Linked DNA regions of Mus musculus: all the other regions are linked to region 1. A link is a contact called in public HiChIP or PLAC-seq data. All regions are on one chromosome and are shown on one strand. Each heading gives the region's core, a stretch centred on a gene start, on an enhancer-like site or on the middle of the called end of the contact. The rest is flanking DNA. Distances are from core to core; before and after follow the strand shown. Region 1 holds the start of Pklr (pyruvate kinase liver and red blood cell). Region 2 overlaps Gm33845 (a long non-coding RNA gene). Region 3 holds the start of Efna3 (ephrin A3).

Region 1 (2,700 bases), core at 46-2,545:
GTGCCTAAGATACACCACTGTCCCACCCGGCCACCCTGCCCAGTCCTATGATCCATGCCTGACACCCCTTACCCAGTTTAAAGTATTTATTTATTTGCTAGTAGTCTGTCATTTCCCCACACACACTATATTAAAACCCATGGAGGGCGAAGGTTCCATCTTTCTATCTGCTTGACTCCCACTGTATCCTCCAGGGTTGTCACTGGCCATTGTCATTGTCATAGTGTCATGGAAGCCTTCCTAGAGAATCCCACTGTTCTAGCAACTTTGCTGAACTTGTAAAGTCACCCAAGAATGGGGTCAAGAGAATCCCCAGTCTAGGGTCATCTGGGATATGGAAAAAAAGTAAGTGCCAGGTGGCCCGTCTGTTGGTTGGGGTAGTTATAGGGAATTTTGACAGCAGGACTGCAGCTTATGCTCATGGTGGTCAGCAAGGCAAGGTCACTCTCCCTGGTGCCTTGGTAAAAAGTGAGTTGGGTGCGATGTCCCCACGATGGCTGAAGAACTCCCCTGTGCTCAGGCTTCCTGTGTTTACTAATATGGTTCGTCAACATCAATCTAAACAAGTTTATCAATTAGTGCCTAGAACTGTTTATAGTTTCATCTTTGGATTCACAGAGGAACAGATGCGAGAAACTGAGATACCCTCTAACGTCTATCAAAGGGTTCCCCTCTGCCAGGTGGTGGTGGCGCACGCCTTTAATCCCAGCACTTGGGAGGCAGAGGCAAGCAGATTTCTGCGTTCGAGGCCAGCCTGGTCTACACAGAGAAACCCTGTCTAGAAGAGAAAAGGAAAGGAAAGGAAAGGGAAGGGAAGGGAAGGGAAGGGAAGGGAAGGGAAGGGAAGGGAAGGGAAGGGAAGGGAAGGGAAGGGAAGAGAAGAGAAGAGAAGAGAAGAGAAGAGAAGAGAAGAGAAGAGAAGAGAAGAGAAGAGAAGAGAAGAGAAGAGAAGAGAAAAAAAAGTTCCTCCCTCTTTTCCACAATCTAGTCCCCACATTCAAGCTCTTGCTCTGAGAATATACCTAAGATTCTTGTCAATAAAATACAAAGAGAAAAGGATTGTATCACTGGCGATGAACTAGTCTCTATTGAAGCTGATGGACTGACAGTATGAATGGACTAAAAATTGACCAGGAAAAACGGATGACCTAGGGGAAGGGAAGATGTGGGGACTGACAACCGACAGCCCTCCAGAAGGGACTCTGTGTGGGGATGGGGCTGCCTACTGGGTGTGCCTCTTTTCTATTCTCTGGCTCCTGCAGATAAGACCAGCAGTTAGGGTACACTCTCCTCCCAGTCTGTGGTTCTTGCAGCCCCAGTCCCACACTTTGGAAGCATGTCTGTCCAAGAGAACGAGCTACCCCAGCAGCTCTGGCCCTGGATCTTTAAGTCCCAAAAAGACTTAGCAAAGTCTGCTTTAAGTGGGGCTCCAGGAGGTAAGAAGAGGAAGGGAAGCCACTGAACAGAGAGGAGAATTAGGGTAGAATCAGTGTTGGGGGTGGAGGCCTTGGGGGAAGGATGCCCACTACAGCCTCTGTTAAATTTGATTTGAGCCTTTGATCCAGGCTCTGCAGACAGGCCAAAGGGGATCCGGCAGCATGGACGCCACGGGGCACTCCCGTGGTTCCTGGACTCTGGCCCCCAGTGTACAAGGCTTCCATTGGCAAGAGAGATGCTAGCTGGTTATACTTTAACCAGGACTGATCTCGTCTGTGCCAGGCCCCATCCCACTGACAAAGGCAGAGTATAAAGCAGACCCACAGACACAGCAGGTACGCAGCAGTATGGAAGGTGCTCTACTGAGCCGGGCTGGGTCAAGCTACGGGGGTTTCCCCCACAAGGGGGCAGGCAGGGGATAGAGCCGCACTGTATAGATGGAGGGAACTTGGAGGGGAGGGAAGTGGGGAAGCCAGAGAGTTGCCTGGAGCTAGAAGGAAGTAAACAAGGAAAAGTAACAGAGAGATTCCAGGCCTAGAGAATGAGATGCCTTGAGACTTGAGGGAGGCTTCTGGGGGTGCTGAGGCTGAGTGGTCTGCTGGGGGGCGGGGTGGGGGAGGGTCTCGGTAACTGGGTCCGTAAGGACTCAGCTTTGAGCTAGACCTAGATTTGAATCATCTTCCTTGGAAGATGCCCTTTTCTTAGACAGTGCATTTTCTCTCTCCGTCTTTTTCCTTCCTTGTAAAGTTGGGAAAGAGCACATCTAACAGCCTGCTCCATAGAACCCTGGAGACTAAACAAAGTAATGTGTGACACTCAGATTGAAGGAAGGCCTCCTCACACAGACCGGAGGGCTGAATAGACACAGGGTGCACTGGCAGGAAGCACATGGGGGATAGGCGATTGTCTGTGCAGGATCCTGAGTCCCCATCTACCGCAGGGCCAGCAGGATACCTGAGACGTGCCAGTGTGGCCCAGCTGACCCAGGAGCTGGGCACTGCCTTCTTCCAGCAGCAGCAACTGCCCGCAGCTATGGCGGACACCTTCCTGGAACACCTCTGCCTTCTGGATATCGACTCAGAGCCTGTGGCCGCTAGGAGCACCAGCATCATTGCCACCATCGGTAAGACCACCCAACCCTGGGCCGCCACACTGGGCCGCCTGCATGACTCTGGTGTCTCCTTACTGTGCTATCTTTGCCATGGTCATTCATTCAACAAATATTTGTGAGATTTGCAGGTGTTGTTGTTGTTGCGGGTGTTG
Region 2 (2,700 bases), core at 19-2,518, 160 kb after region 1:
AGGCAGATTTCTGAGTTTGAGTCCAGCCTGGTCTACAGAGTGAGTTCCAGGACAGCCAGGGCTGTACAGAGAAACCCTGTCTCGAAAAAACCAAAACCAACCAAACAACTAAACAAACAAAGTCAGAGTCATGGTGGGAGGGGGAGGAAAGACTCCCCAAATCACAGGTGGTTTTGAGTGTAATGGTCTTGGGTTTGATTTTTGGGTTTTATTTTTGTTTGTTTCTGAGACAGGGACTCACTACGCAACCCTGGCTGGCCTCAAACTTATTATATAGACCAAGTTGACCTTTAATTAACAGAGAGTCACTTGACTCTGCCTCCTGAGAGCTAGGATTAAAAACATGGGCCACAACACCCAGACTAGAATTTTCTTTAAAGAAAGTATGTATTGATTCTATCTTTTAATGTGTGTGAGCCTGAGTGTATGTAAGTGTTCCACGTGCATGTAGGAGGATGTCAGACCCCCTAGGTCTAGAGATCTCCTAGCTGGCTGTGGGAATTGAGCCCAGGTCCTCTGCAAGAGCAGTAAGTGTCCCTATCCACGCGGCCACTTACGCAGTCTCAGCTTTGTTGTGTGTTTGACACTGAGAGCGTGCTTCAGGCTTCCAAAGCGCTAAGCACGTATTCTCTCACTGTGCCCATTCTGTATCCCACTCCATAAACCTCTGGACTGTGTCCTGATGGAGTACAGGGACCATTTTCTTCTCTTTTTGTCTTAAATAGCTAAACACATAGCCTGGCAATAGTGATGCACACCCTTAATCCCAGCACTCAGGAGGCAGAGGCAAGTGATCTCTGAGTTCAAGGCCAGCCTGATATTCAGAGTGAGTTCCAAGACAGCCAGGGCTACAGAGAGAAACCCTGTCTCGGAAAAAAAAATAAATAAATAAATAAAAGAATAGTTCCTGTTACTGATAATCAGACACAGGAGAAGAGGTAAAACTGGGGTGCTATTTGAGAGGGCAAACACGAATGAAGCGAGCCCCAAGACCACGCAGCTTCGTGGGTGGAAATTCCAGGATTGGGTGTGGGAGATGCAGCCTGCGAGTCAGAGTCTCTGAGGGGAGGAAGGGAAGGAATGCAGCCCAGGAAGACCAAGGCAGCTCTAGTTTGCAGCACAGAGTCCTAGACAGGAGTTGTACAGAGAAGGGACTTTGGAAACTGGTACAGCGTCCCTCAGGTCTTCAGCTTCGGATGAGTAACACAGCCTGCGGGGAAGCCAGTCTCGTTTGCTAAGAACTGTGGGAGAACGAAAGCAGAGCTCTCACCAGGGCCACCAATCCCTCGTCATCCCACAAGCCACCGCGGAAAGGCAGTCTTGCCTTGACTACTCTTGGCTGGTTCCAGATGCATAACCTCTAAACTTCAAAGCCTTTGTAAAACCGGAGGGGGCGCTTGCAGAGACAGTCTGAGAAAAGCGCTTTTTCTTCCCGATGCTGACGCATCCGCGCTGATTTCTGCAGCCGCTGAAACTCCTCTGCTACTGTCGCGCAGGACCACTGGAGAAGTGGCTGCCGTTATACCCGCCATTCCCCGTGCTCTCCTTGAAAAAATTATTATCATTATTTTTATTATTATTATTTTAGACTATGGAGACTTACTATGTTGCCCAGGTGGGCCCTGATCTCCTGGAATTAAGCAATCCTCCTGCCTCAGCTTCTAGAGTTCCTGAACTATAAGTGTGCTTGACAATTCCCGTATTCTTTTGGAGTTCTGTTGACTTCTGCCAGGCAACCCCTCCCTACTCTAAGCCCTTATTATGGTTAATAAGTTCTCACATTAAACTTCTCCTGCTCAAAGTACTGTGTGGTTTCTATCTCCTGATTGGCTAGCTGGTGTAGCAGCCCACACTCCAGGATGATATTGCCTCTTTAGATTAGCCCTAGGTCAAAGACTGCTCTGCTTTTGCCAAATATCACTTAGCAGTGAACCTTTGAAGGGTCAATCCACCTGGATGTTGTGGCAAACACCTGGGAAAGTGCAATTAGAGTGATCACAAGTTCAAGGTCAGCCTCACAGCCTGTTCAAGGCTCACATGAGACCCTGCAATCCCCCAAAGGCAAACCATTTGTCTCTCTGTCCTGAAAAACTCATGTAAGTTTCTGAGGAAGGCTTAAAAGTATTGAAAGAAATGTTTTAAAAAGTCTTCTATTAGGGCTGGAGAGATGGCTCAGCGGTTAAGAGCACTGTCTGCTCTTCCAGAGGTCTTGGGTTCAACTCTCACCAACCCCATGGTAGCTCACAACCATCTATTCAGTGATCTGTTGCCCTCTTCTGGCATGATGGTGTACATTCGGGTAGAGCACACATACATAAAAATTAATAAATATTTTAAAAAATCTAGCATTAAAAAACATTAAATGCCTAATGTCTCATATTCAAACAATAATTGATTATTTAATCAGTAATTCAATCAATAATTGTTAGGTATGTGAGAGTATCAGATCCCCTGGAGCAGGAGTTACAGACAGTTGTGAGCTGCCATGTGGGTCCTAGGAACTGAACCCCTTTCTTCTGGAAGAACAGCCAGTGCTCTTAACAACTAATGTTATCTCTCCAGCCCCAAGTTTATTAATTTTTTTAAGATAGAGGGATATAAGAGAGTGTTTAGTGAGAAGAAAGGGAAGGAAAATAATGTATATACACAGACACACACATATACACACATATACACACATACACACACATATACACACAC
Region 3 (2,700 bases), core at 153-2,652, 190 kb after region 1:
AGGTCCCCTCCCCTGGGGTCTCACCATTTGTTCCCTAGTCGGCCCCCAGGGCGGAGAGTCAGAAGCAAAGCTGCCGCCACCGCCCGGGCAGGTGTGACAGTGATCCCCGTGTCCCCAGGGATCCCCCTACCAATACACTGAGGTGGCCAGAGTGATACACACGACAGCTCGGCAGGGAGAAGACAAGGGCAGCAAGGACTGTGCAGAATGATGGCCCGGTCCGGCAGCCGGCACCGAGCCGCCGCGCCACACACCGGAGGAAACCACACGGCCGCCCTGACACCCGCCCAGACCGCGGCGGCGCCAAGAGCCACCCCAGCCCAGACAAGACTGGCCACGCGGACACCGACCGCAGCCCCCTCCCCGATCCGCCGCCCGCTCCCACCCCTAGACGGTCGCCGACGCAGACACACAAATCACACACAGACACACGCACACTGACAGCCGCGCACGCCCGTTCACACTCAGTGCCATACGCCGTCCCTAGCTTCAGTGCGTGTGTGTGTGTGTGTGTGTGCGTGTGTGTGTGTGTGTGTGTGTGTGACATGCCGACATCTCTGCCTTCTTCCTTCTCACCAGTACCCTGCGTTCCTAGGGCCCCCCAACTTCGCGACCCTGGCCCGGCTCACCCCAGCAGGGCTTATTCACACAACCAGAGCAACCCCTTACCCTTCGTCCTGAGGAGGTGGAGAATCGGAGTTCCTGCCTTAATGCCGAACCCCACTTTTAAAACCAAGAGTCTTAAGCAGAACCCCATCAACATTACAGGCTGAAAACAGGTCATCCTTCAGCTCCCAAACGCAGCGGCCTATCCCTAGCACACCGGTACTCACAGACTTCAACCTAGCCAAAAGGAGCGTGGATGGTGGGGGAGACTACGGGACAGAGAACACTATTCCATTGGCGAGTGTGGAGAGAAACCAAGATGGGGTTAGGGACCCCCAACAGCCTCCTCCGCACGGCCAGAGCGCTCTTTACTATGCCCCAACAGCTTCTCTCAGACACCCCCGAGTTTCACAGACGCCCACATAGTGCGTCCCCTCTCCCTCGCCTCTCGGTACCAAGCCTGTCTCCCAGGACTGCTGCCAGGTTCCCCTAGGACTTCTCGGGCCCACCAGCTCCCCCATCACTGACGCGGGACGCACGGGTTCTCCGGGTCCCCGACTCACTGCTGATTGGAGCTGTTCCAGTATACCGCATGCCGGTTTCCCAGTGCGCCCCCAGGCCCCTGGGCCAGCAGCGGCAGCAGCGGCACGGGCACGAGCAGCAGCAGCAGCAGCAGCGGAGCCGCCGCCATCCCCGGAGCCGCCGCCGCCGCCGCCCCCCGACTGAGCCCCGCACTCCCGGCTTCTCAGCTTCCCAGCTCCCTGCTGCCGCCGCTGCCAGCCCCCAATCTTAGTCACGCCCACAATCCTTCCCTCCGCCCTTCTGGGCGCGCCCCCGAAGCCCCGCCCCTGGCGCGCTCACGCGGGGCTCCGCCCCACTTGAGCCCAGAGCGCGCCGCGCGTGGGCGACCCATACTGTGTAGCCCCTTTAGGAACAACGCGCCTCTCCTCTCTCCTAGGTGATTTGCTGCAGAGGTTTGCGTCTTTAGGTCCCCCAAGCTTGGAGTTCACAGAAGGATTTGGAAGCCAAGACCTGGACATACATCTGGTGTAGGTCCACACCTTTCTCCATAGAGTGTGGGGGCGTTGAGCGAAGATCTACGTCTGGAATAAGCAAGAGTAGACCCATATCGGACCTCTACTTCCTCCACCCCTTTCCATGTGTGCAAGGAGTTAAATGGACACAAGATGGGGAAGCCTTCAGGTGGTACCAAGAGCTAACAGCTGGCTGCCTGAAGGCCCTCACCTGAAGCCAAACCAGAACACCTCAGCCCAGAGTGTCACCTTCTGGGGGCTGGGCACAGTAGCTATACTTCCTTAATCCTGACACTCTAGAAGCAGAGCCTGGCAGATCTCTGTGAGTTCGAGGGCACCTACATTGGTCTGTGTAACAAGTACCAGGCCAGGCAGGGCTACGCAGCGAGACCGTGTCCCCCCACCCCCACCCCCCGCCCCGTCTCAAAAAAAAAAAAAAAAGCCTAAGCCTTCTATGGTAATCCAGGGCAAAGGTATTTGGTGGTGGTGAGTTGCCAAGGCGAGTTGGAGCCAGGCAGGAATGGAGCAGTCTTCTTGGAAAGCCCACAGAGGTCCCCTCACTGCCTCCGATTCCCTCAGTGATGTCCTTAGGCACGCTCATTCCTGCTTCCATAGATGCTTTCTCTAAGGACAGAGGGCACCTTATATTCCAGCACTTGCCACAGCAGTTGTCTTCTTAGGGACATACAGGCACAAAGATGACATGCACACAGCGATGGGAGAGAAAAAAAATAAAGGTGTCCATATCCAGAAACAGGAGCAATGGACACTTGACATACAGTCCAATCTAGGCACACAAGGTGCCTATAGAGTAGAAATTGGTGTAAACATAGGCCCCTAGACAGAGACACTGACGTATACAGACACACTCTTCTCCCATGTGATTGACCCTCTTTGTGAGGGATCCAGAATACAGATCTACTAGGCATTCACCCCTTATCTTGTCTCTTTCCCAGAAGCCCAGACTGAAAGACAAAGCAGAACCGGGCCTTACTGGGTTCTTAGAACCCACAGCACCTGTGCCCAGGGAGGCAGGCACATTGCTGTTTTGTTGTGTTTC

Evidence for each region. HiChIP or PLAC-seq counts read pairs in DNA pulled down with a chosen protein or histone mark.
Region 2: a contact with region 1 is called in an HNF4G HiChIP or PLAC-seq map of pancreatic cancer cells. The contact joins the enhancer-like site here to the promoter of Pklr in region 1. A contact is called at or near these places in 10 of 39 promoter capture datasets (the 3T3-L1 cell line, the C10 cell line, the HPC-7 cell line and 5 more), 3 of 484 Hi-C or Micro-C datasets (CD4 T cells, extraembryonic endoderm stem cells and olfactory sensory neurons), 1 of 115 datasets of contacts at active chromatin or transcription factors (pancreatic cancer cells) and 3 of 9 other capture datasets (adipose tissue, liver and macrophages).
Region 3: an HNF4G HiChIP or PLAC-seq map of pancreatic cancer cells shows a contact between it and region 1. The contact joins the promoter of Efna3 here to the promoter of Pklr in region 1. A contact is called at or near these places in 4 of 39 promoter capture datasets (the HPC-7 cell line, macrophages, pre-B cells and 1 more), 2 of 115 datasets of contacts at active chromatin or transcription factors (embryonic stem cells and pancreatic cancer cells) and 2 of 9 other capture datasets (adipose tissue and liver).

What each region holds. Positions count from the first base shown.
Region 1 is chr3:89,134,847-89,137,546 of GRCm38.p6, forward strand. Pklr (pyruvate kinase liver and red blood cell) reads left to right here and starts at 1,296. Exons shown (of 11, transcript NM_013631.2): 1 at 1,296-1,436; 2 at 2,378-2,560. The coding sequence starts at 1,337.
Region 2 is chr3:89,298,448-89,301,147 of GRCm38.p6, forward strand. All of the region lies in intron 1 of Gm33845 (a long non-coding RNA gene), which reads right to left. Among named protein-coding and RNA genes, the nearest start is that of Gm33845, 3.2 kb to the right of the region's middle. Within about 2 kb of position 1,269, at least 105 of the 459 cell types and tissues checked have an H3K27ac peak or open chromatin away from gene starts, as enhancers often do. A contact at or near this core is called in adipose tissue, liver and pancreatic cancer cells, where this site is marked.
Region 3 is chr3:89,321,537-89,324,236 of GRCm38.p6, forward strand. It overlaps Efna3 (ephrin A3), which reads right to left and starts at 1,403. Exons shown (of 5, transcript NM_010108.2): 1 at 1,170-1,403. The coding sequence starts at 1,297.